Regions from separate parts of the Mus musculus genome. Here region 1 is linked to region 2. Evidence: chromatin contacts called from public promoter capture Hi-C data. All regions are on one chromosome and are shown on one strand. Each heading gives the region's core, a stretch centred on a gene start, on an enhancer-like site or on the middle of the called end of the contact. The rest is flanking DNA. Distances are from core to core; before and after follow the strand shown.

Evidence for each region. Capture Hi-C pulls out chosen DNA fragments and counts their contacts.
Region 1: a contact with region 2 is called in a promoter capture Hi-C map of adipose tissue, with 2.7 times the contacts expected there. The contact joins the promoter of Sgpl1 here to the promoter of Ranbp2 in region 2. A contact is called at or near these places in 2 of 9 other capture datasets (adipose tissue and liver).

What each region holds. Positions count from the first base shown.
Region 1 is chr10:61,146,292-61,149,755 of GRCm38.p6, forward strand. It overlaps Sgpl1 (sphingosine phosphate lyase 1), which reads right to left and starts at 1,393. Exons shown (of 15, transcript NM_009163.4): 1 at 1,232-1,393; 2 at 1-40.
Region 2 is chr10:58,445,569-58,448,952 of GRCm38.p6, forward strand. Ranbp2 (RAN binding protein 2) reads left to right here and starts at 1,284. Exons shown (of 29, transcript NM_011240.3): 1 at 1,284-1,483. The coding sequence starts at 1,412.

The DNA.
Region 1 (3,464 bases), core at 143-2,642, 2.7 Mb after region 2:
TGCAGCCGGCTCCCTCCCCGGGGCTGCCCTGCCTCTGCGTCTGCAAAGGGGAAACGCAGCTGTTTACTCGGCAGCCCGGCCGGCGCTGCCCCTCCGCGGGATCCCCCTGCCGGCTTTGGCAGCGCTCCAGCCGACCCCGGCACCCCGGAGCAGTGGAGCCCGCGGCGTGCACGCGGGGACACGCCCCTTCCCCGGGCCCACGGCAGCGCCGCCGCCTCTCGGCACAGCGGGACCCGGGACTCCTCCAGCCCGGCCTGCCTTTCCCCCGCGCCCCTGTAGCCTGGCGCCACTACTCAGCCCCGGCCACAGACTCGAGCCTGGGTCTCTCCGACGCCCCACAGCAGTCGGGAACCCACACCCCGCAGCTCGGCTCCCCATCAGCCCGGACCCAGCCCCCTCAGACCAGGCCCGGCTCCCCTCAGCCCGCCCCCTCTTAGCCTGACTCCCTTAAGCCCAGGACCCTCTCAGCCTGGGCCCTGCTCCCCTCAGCCTGGGCCCCGCTCCCCTCAGCCCCGACCCCGCAGCCCCGACCCTGCTCCCCTCAGTCTGGGGCCCGCACCCCTCAGTTTGCTCCTTCTCAGCCCGGCTCCCCCTCAGCCCAGGCGCTGCTCCCCTCAGTCTGGGCCCCGCTTCCCTCATCCCACCTCTCCCTGTGCCACGGACCTGCACCCCTCAGCTCAGCTTCCTCTCAGCCCACTCCCTTTCAGCCTGAGCCCTGCTTCCCTCAGCCCGGGCACCGCTTCCCTCAGCCCGGCTCTCCCTCAGCCCGGCTCCCTCTCAGCTCGGGCCCCGCTCCCCTCAGCCCAGGACCCTCTCAGCCTGAACCCTTGCTCCCCTCAGCCCGGTCCCTGCTCCCCCTCAGCCCGGGCCCCGCTCCCCTCAGCCCAGCTCTCCCTCAGCCCGGCTCCCTCTCAGCTCGGGCCCCGCTTTCCTCAGCCGCGCTCCCCTCAGCCCAGCTCTCCCTCAGCCCGGCTCCCTCTCAGCTCGGGCCCTGCTTTCCTCAGCCGCGCTCCCCTCAGCCCAGCTCTCCATGAACCACAGACCTGCCTCCCTCAGCGCAGCTCCCCACAGCCCGGTTCCCTCCGCGCAGCTCCCCACAACCCAATTCCCTCTCGGCTCCCCAACCACAGCTCGGCCTCCCTCCTCTCCCCTCAGCCCGGGCCCGGATCCCTCCAGCTCCTCTCGGCTCCCCACTGCTCCCGCCGGGTCCAGCCCGCCGCGGCAGCTCCACCTCCTCAGGCTGTGGACCCGGCTCCTTCTTTCCCCGCAGAGGCTCCGCTGGCCGCCGCCCACCTCACGCGCCTCGGTTCTGCGAGCGACTCACTCGCTGGCCACGGGACCCGGGTTCCCCCTTCCGCCGCCGCCGCAGAGATTGGAGGTGCGCCGCCCCCGGCCCCGCCCCTCCCGGAAATGGCCTTGGGGTACCCGCCCGCCTCCAGGAGCCCGGGCCGTGCGCGCCCTTGCCGCTGTCGGGCGCGCGCACGTCCGACGCCGCGCTGGGCTCGGCTCGCCCCGCAGCCCTCCGCCCGCCTACTGCTGGGTCCGGGCTGTGGTGTCGGGGGAACTCAGGCGAGAGTTTGTGGCCAGGGCTAAGTAATGGCGCCAGGGTTGAGAGGCTCGGCGCCAAGGTTCGGGGCGCCCAGAGCCGTGTGGGCGTGCGCGCCGCCTGCTGGCCGGGTAGGGACTGTGTCTAAGCCAGATAGGGTGTCTAGGGGTCTCACCTTTCGCCAGCAGCTGGCCCTGTGAGTTTACAACTTCTTCAGGCTACTCTTTGTGTTTGTCTTTTGTTGCTATTGTTGTTTGTTGTTGTTTTGTGATGCAGGCTTTTTATACTAAGTTGCCGAGACTGGCTTTGAGGTCTTTCTGTAGGGCAGTCAAAGGCTTTGATCTAGGTTTTCTCCCGCCTCATCACAGCCTTCCAAAAATCTAAGGTGACATCTCTCTTAACAATTCTTTGTTTTGATCCAAGTTCTGACTTAGGTCATGCTGGCCCCAAACTGGTCCTGTATCTTAGGATAACTTTGAACTCACAATCTTCCTGCCAGCCACTACACTCAACAGTTTAGGGGCTGGTTAGTGTTTGAGACAGGGTCTCACTCTGTCGTGTAAGCTATAAACTGGCCTTGAACTTGAATCAATCTTCCTGCTTTAGGCTCCCAAGTACTGAAATTATACCCATAAAAAGCTGGTTATGTGAAGTGATTGGGGAGGGAGGGCTCAGTGAGGCTGGGTCCCAGCACCCACTTAAGATGGCTCCCAAACACCACTCCCGGTCCATGGACTCTGACATTGTCTTCTGGCCTCTGAGGCCATAAACACACACACACACACACACACGCTTACACATAAATAAAAATAAATGCTTGAAATAATTAACTTGAACCTGGTGTGGTGGTTTGTTCCTGTAATTCCTGAGGCAATTTTGAAGCCAACCGGGGCTTCAAAATAAGACCCTATTCCCCACCCCAACCCTTGCATTCTGGACACAATTGGTCACTTCCAGCCAGTGTCTGCAGACAAGACTAATCTGAGCAACCACCTAACCTGGGTCTTTAAAGGAAGAGCTTTGAGATTTTACTGTTTTAGGGTTTCTATTGCTGTGATGAAACACCATGACCAAAGAAATATGGGGAAGAAAGGGTTTATTTGGCTTACACGTCCAGAGCACTGTTCATCAACAAAAGAAGTCAGGACAGGAGCTCAAACAGGGCAAAACCTGAAGGCAGGAGCTGATGCAGAGGCCATGAAGGAGTGCTGCTTACTGCCCTGCTCCTCATGGCTGGCTTGCTTATAGAACCCAGGACCACCAACCCAGGGATAGCACCACCCACAGTGGGCTGCGACCTCCCCCATCAATCCCTAATTAAGAAAATGCCCTACAGGTTTGCCTATAGCCTGAATCTCATAGAGGCATTTTCTTAATCAATATTCCCTCCTCTGAGATGACTTTAACTTGTGTTATGTTCACTGAGTGAGCAAGGGGTTGGCCCTTGGTCTCTTTTCTGTGTTGGAAACTTGATTTTCCCATCAAGGTTAAAGATGTCTGAATGAAAAAAGCATGTCAACTTGGTTAATGGAAATAATACCACCCCAGCCTTCACTTCCCCAAAAGAAATAAACAGAGGGCAAATGGTATAAATACTGGGCAGAAATGTTTTTTTCAGAAGCAAAGCTGGCAAGCACTACAATTCAAGTGGAAGGACCCCCAAGGTCACAAAGGTCACCCTTCACACTAGGTTGGGGGAAAAAAAAACCCCGAATTGACCTTTCAAATAGGAATGACTACACTGAAGTGCTGGAGCAGGTGACAGCACAGTGACAGCAGTGACAGCCAACTTTGCCCCCTTGTGAATGCTGATACTCAAATGAGGGTGTGGTTAGCAATGGCATTCTTATCTCCACCTAGTGTGTCCGAGATGGGACATTTTACCTCCTCTGCATCCCGTGACAGCACCCAGTCTCCC
Region 2 (3,384 bases), core at 34-2,533:
CAAGGTAAAGTTTATTCCAAACAACAAAGGTTGTCTCTCTCAGGAAAAGCTGAGAGAAGGGAGATGGGGGAATATGTATCTGGGGAGGAGGGAAGCAAAGAGCCAGGATGCTGGCAAGGGGGCTTTGAATTGTATAACAAGTACTTGTAAGTATGGACTGGGGAGCCTGGGGGCTAGCGCAGAGCTGTAAATCCATTTCTGCCAGAGGTAAGGGAAATTACTCCTTTGGTAGATAGGAAACAGTTTCACAAGTTACTAAGGAATGCAGGCTTTTCCTAACCACTAGAAATCCTCCACAGTCCAGACTGAGTCTAAGTTAGATCCAATTTTGGAGTCAGTGGCATTTTTGGGGGATGGGTGGGGTACCCTTTGTATCTGACAATAAGGTATTTAACATCTGGAACTGCACCACTCTAACCTCTCCACTGCGGTTTTGATCAGTCTTTGCAGACAAAGGTTCTTTTCAGCAGTTGTCGTTTACGACAGTTTATTCACAATCTTGAGACTATTACTTAAAACTTTGTGTGTGTGTGTGTGTGTGTGTGTACATGAGGACGTGTGTGTGTGGGTTCTACGGGGGTCAGAACCCGGATTTAGATAGATGCCCTGGAACCGGCTGCTGAGAACTGAACTTCGGTCCTTCAGAGGACCAACAAGCACTCTTAACTGCGGAGCCATCTCTCTAGCACGAAGAGATTATTACTTTTAATATTCTAATATAATCTGTTCTGCTCATTGTTAAGTCACAAAACAGGCCCCTGAAGGCAATTGTTGCTGACAGCGTCCTAACGGCCGCCTCGATTCTTACCCAAACAGAAACCTAAAGTCATCATTTCTTAAAACCTCGTGAAGCCTGTTTCTGTTTGCCAGGAAAGCCACCACTTCCTCCTCTGCCCCTAACCGTCAACTACCCCGTGAGGTGCATCTCATCACGTAACGCTAATATTTCCACTCCGATTTATCTAAGCATAAAGACACTGTTCAACCAATATTAACCTTTATTCTGCTGAAACCGGAGGCAATGACGACGTTTGTCTCTTTAGAAGGAAATCAAGTGTTGACCAGATGCAGCACCCGAAAAGGTCGGATTTATTAGGGCACTGCCATTTTAGGTCCGCTTTGTGACGTAGCACCAGTGAAATCTATAAAGCCTTTCCCGGGGAAAGGGAGTTCGTCTCGATCGTTTGCGAAACGGTCACGTGGTCTGGAGCGCGGGCGTGGCGGGGTGACAGCGAGCAGGCGCTCCAGGCCGCAGCGCGGCGCACAGTGATGACGCGCGCCGCACGCCCTGTGCCCATCCGTTCGCGACGGAGCTGCGTCACCGGTGTTCGGCGCTCACCTCCTGGAGCCCGCAGTCGCTGTAGGCCCCAGGGCTGGTCTGCCGCTCCTGGGGAGCCTGGTCCGCGGCGCGATGAGGCGTAGCAAGGCCGACGTGGAGCGGTACATCGCCTCGGTGCAGGGCTCCGCCCCGTCGCCCCGAGAGGTAAGCGGGTCTGGTCCGGTGGCGGTGGCGCCGGTGTCATGGCTCCCGGCGGCCTCGGCTCCCCGCTGGAGTGGAGGCGGTCGCGGGCGGCGTGGCGCTGCTGAGCACCGGAGGCGTGGGGACTGCGGCCGCCAGCGTTTCCTCTTCATGGCTATCCGCGGGCCCACTCGGGCCTGGCTTCTTCGGCCTCCGCTCCGTAGGCCGTCGTGGGGCGCTCTGCGGGGTTCGCCCGCCCGCCCGCCCGGCGTCGTCGGTCTCCCGGATAGCTAGGCCCTGTCACGGCTGCCGTGTCTCGGGGGGAGGCTGACACCGCGCGGCGGTGGGCTTGCACGGTTGTGTGGGTGGCTCCACGGACGAAGCAGGGCGGGAAGGAAGGGCGCGTCAGCATAAACGACACGGAAGGCCCATAATTTAAGTCTTCTAGTGCTGTGCCCCGCTTCCCCAAACCCCTTTTGGAGGCTGCTAGTCGGAATTCCTTCTAGGCGGTAGTTGCAATACCTTAACATTTCTAACGTTATTTCGCAACGTGTTTTGTGTGTGTGTGTGTGTGTGTGTGTGTTTAAGATCATTAACGTTGTGTTTATTTTGGGTTCTTAAAGAGTGTTGGCCGGTGGAGAGAGATGTACAGAGGCTCTACAGTCAGTTATTTTTTGGGCGGGGGAGGGGTGTGTTGAACAATCAAGTTCTACCATTGGTAAACTAACTTGGTACAGTATAGACTCTTCATCAGTAAACGGCATTTTGACCTTGTTAGTGTTATTTAGTGTTACCGAGGATGATTCGTGTTAACATTTAGGGCAGACTTTGAGATACAAAGAGTCAGAGGGCTTCAATTTTTGTTTACAAACGCCCAATTCAGTTGTGTATATATATATATATATATATATATATATATATATATATTTTACATTCTGTCTCTGAGGGTTTTATGGTCATCTATATAAACCAAAGTTCATGAACATACAAGTCAAATGGCATAATTTTTGTTGTTGTTGTTGTTGTTACTTAAAGTCTCTTCTTTAGATGGCTTCTGCAGGTTAAATAATCCAGTCCAGCAAATCTACAACCCCTCCCCCAAAGCGATTTTAAAAGTCTCAAGTTCATTTAGTGCTGGTATGCCCAAAGTGGGAAATTTTACACCCAGTTTCCTCTGATGGATCAAAATCAGAATGCCATGGTACAAGAGTTATATGAAAGTGCTTTTGGGTTTCTGTCTATAAGGTGTACATTTTAGATAAATGTGTTTATATTAGATTTAGGATTTGTTACCAGGATATCTAACATGCTTGAAGATATTTAAAAATCTAAAAAAACAAGACCCTGAAATCTAAAAATGCCAAGCATTTCAGATAAAGCATACTAAAGTATCTAATACTATTGTATTAATTGTATGTAAATGTGTAAATGGTTGTTAAATTATGTTAGGAACCATTTCAAAGTCTCTACATATTCAAATATGACTTTTGAGTTGTTTTTCTTTGTTTTGAGACAGAGTTTCTATTATGTTCTGGAACTCACTGTGTAGATCAGGCTGGCCTCAAACTCACAGAGATCCACCTGCCTCTTCTTCCCAAGTTCTGGGATTGAAGGTGTGTGCCACCACATCCTGCTACTATTTTTTTTTTAATATTTATCGAAGGTTGGTTGGGTTGGTTATATTGATTTGGATAGTATGACAACTATAAGACATTTTTTGTTTTAACTAGTTCCATTGTTCAATTTTTTTTTTTTTTTTTCTTTTTGGACAGGGTTTCTCTGTATAGCTCTGGCTGTCCTGGAACTCATTTTGTAGACCAGGCTGGCCTCAAACTCAGAAATCCGCCGCCTGCCTCTGCCTCTGCCTCCCAAGTGCTGGGATTAAACGTGTACGCCATCATGTCCAGCTCAGTCATAATTCTTAT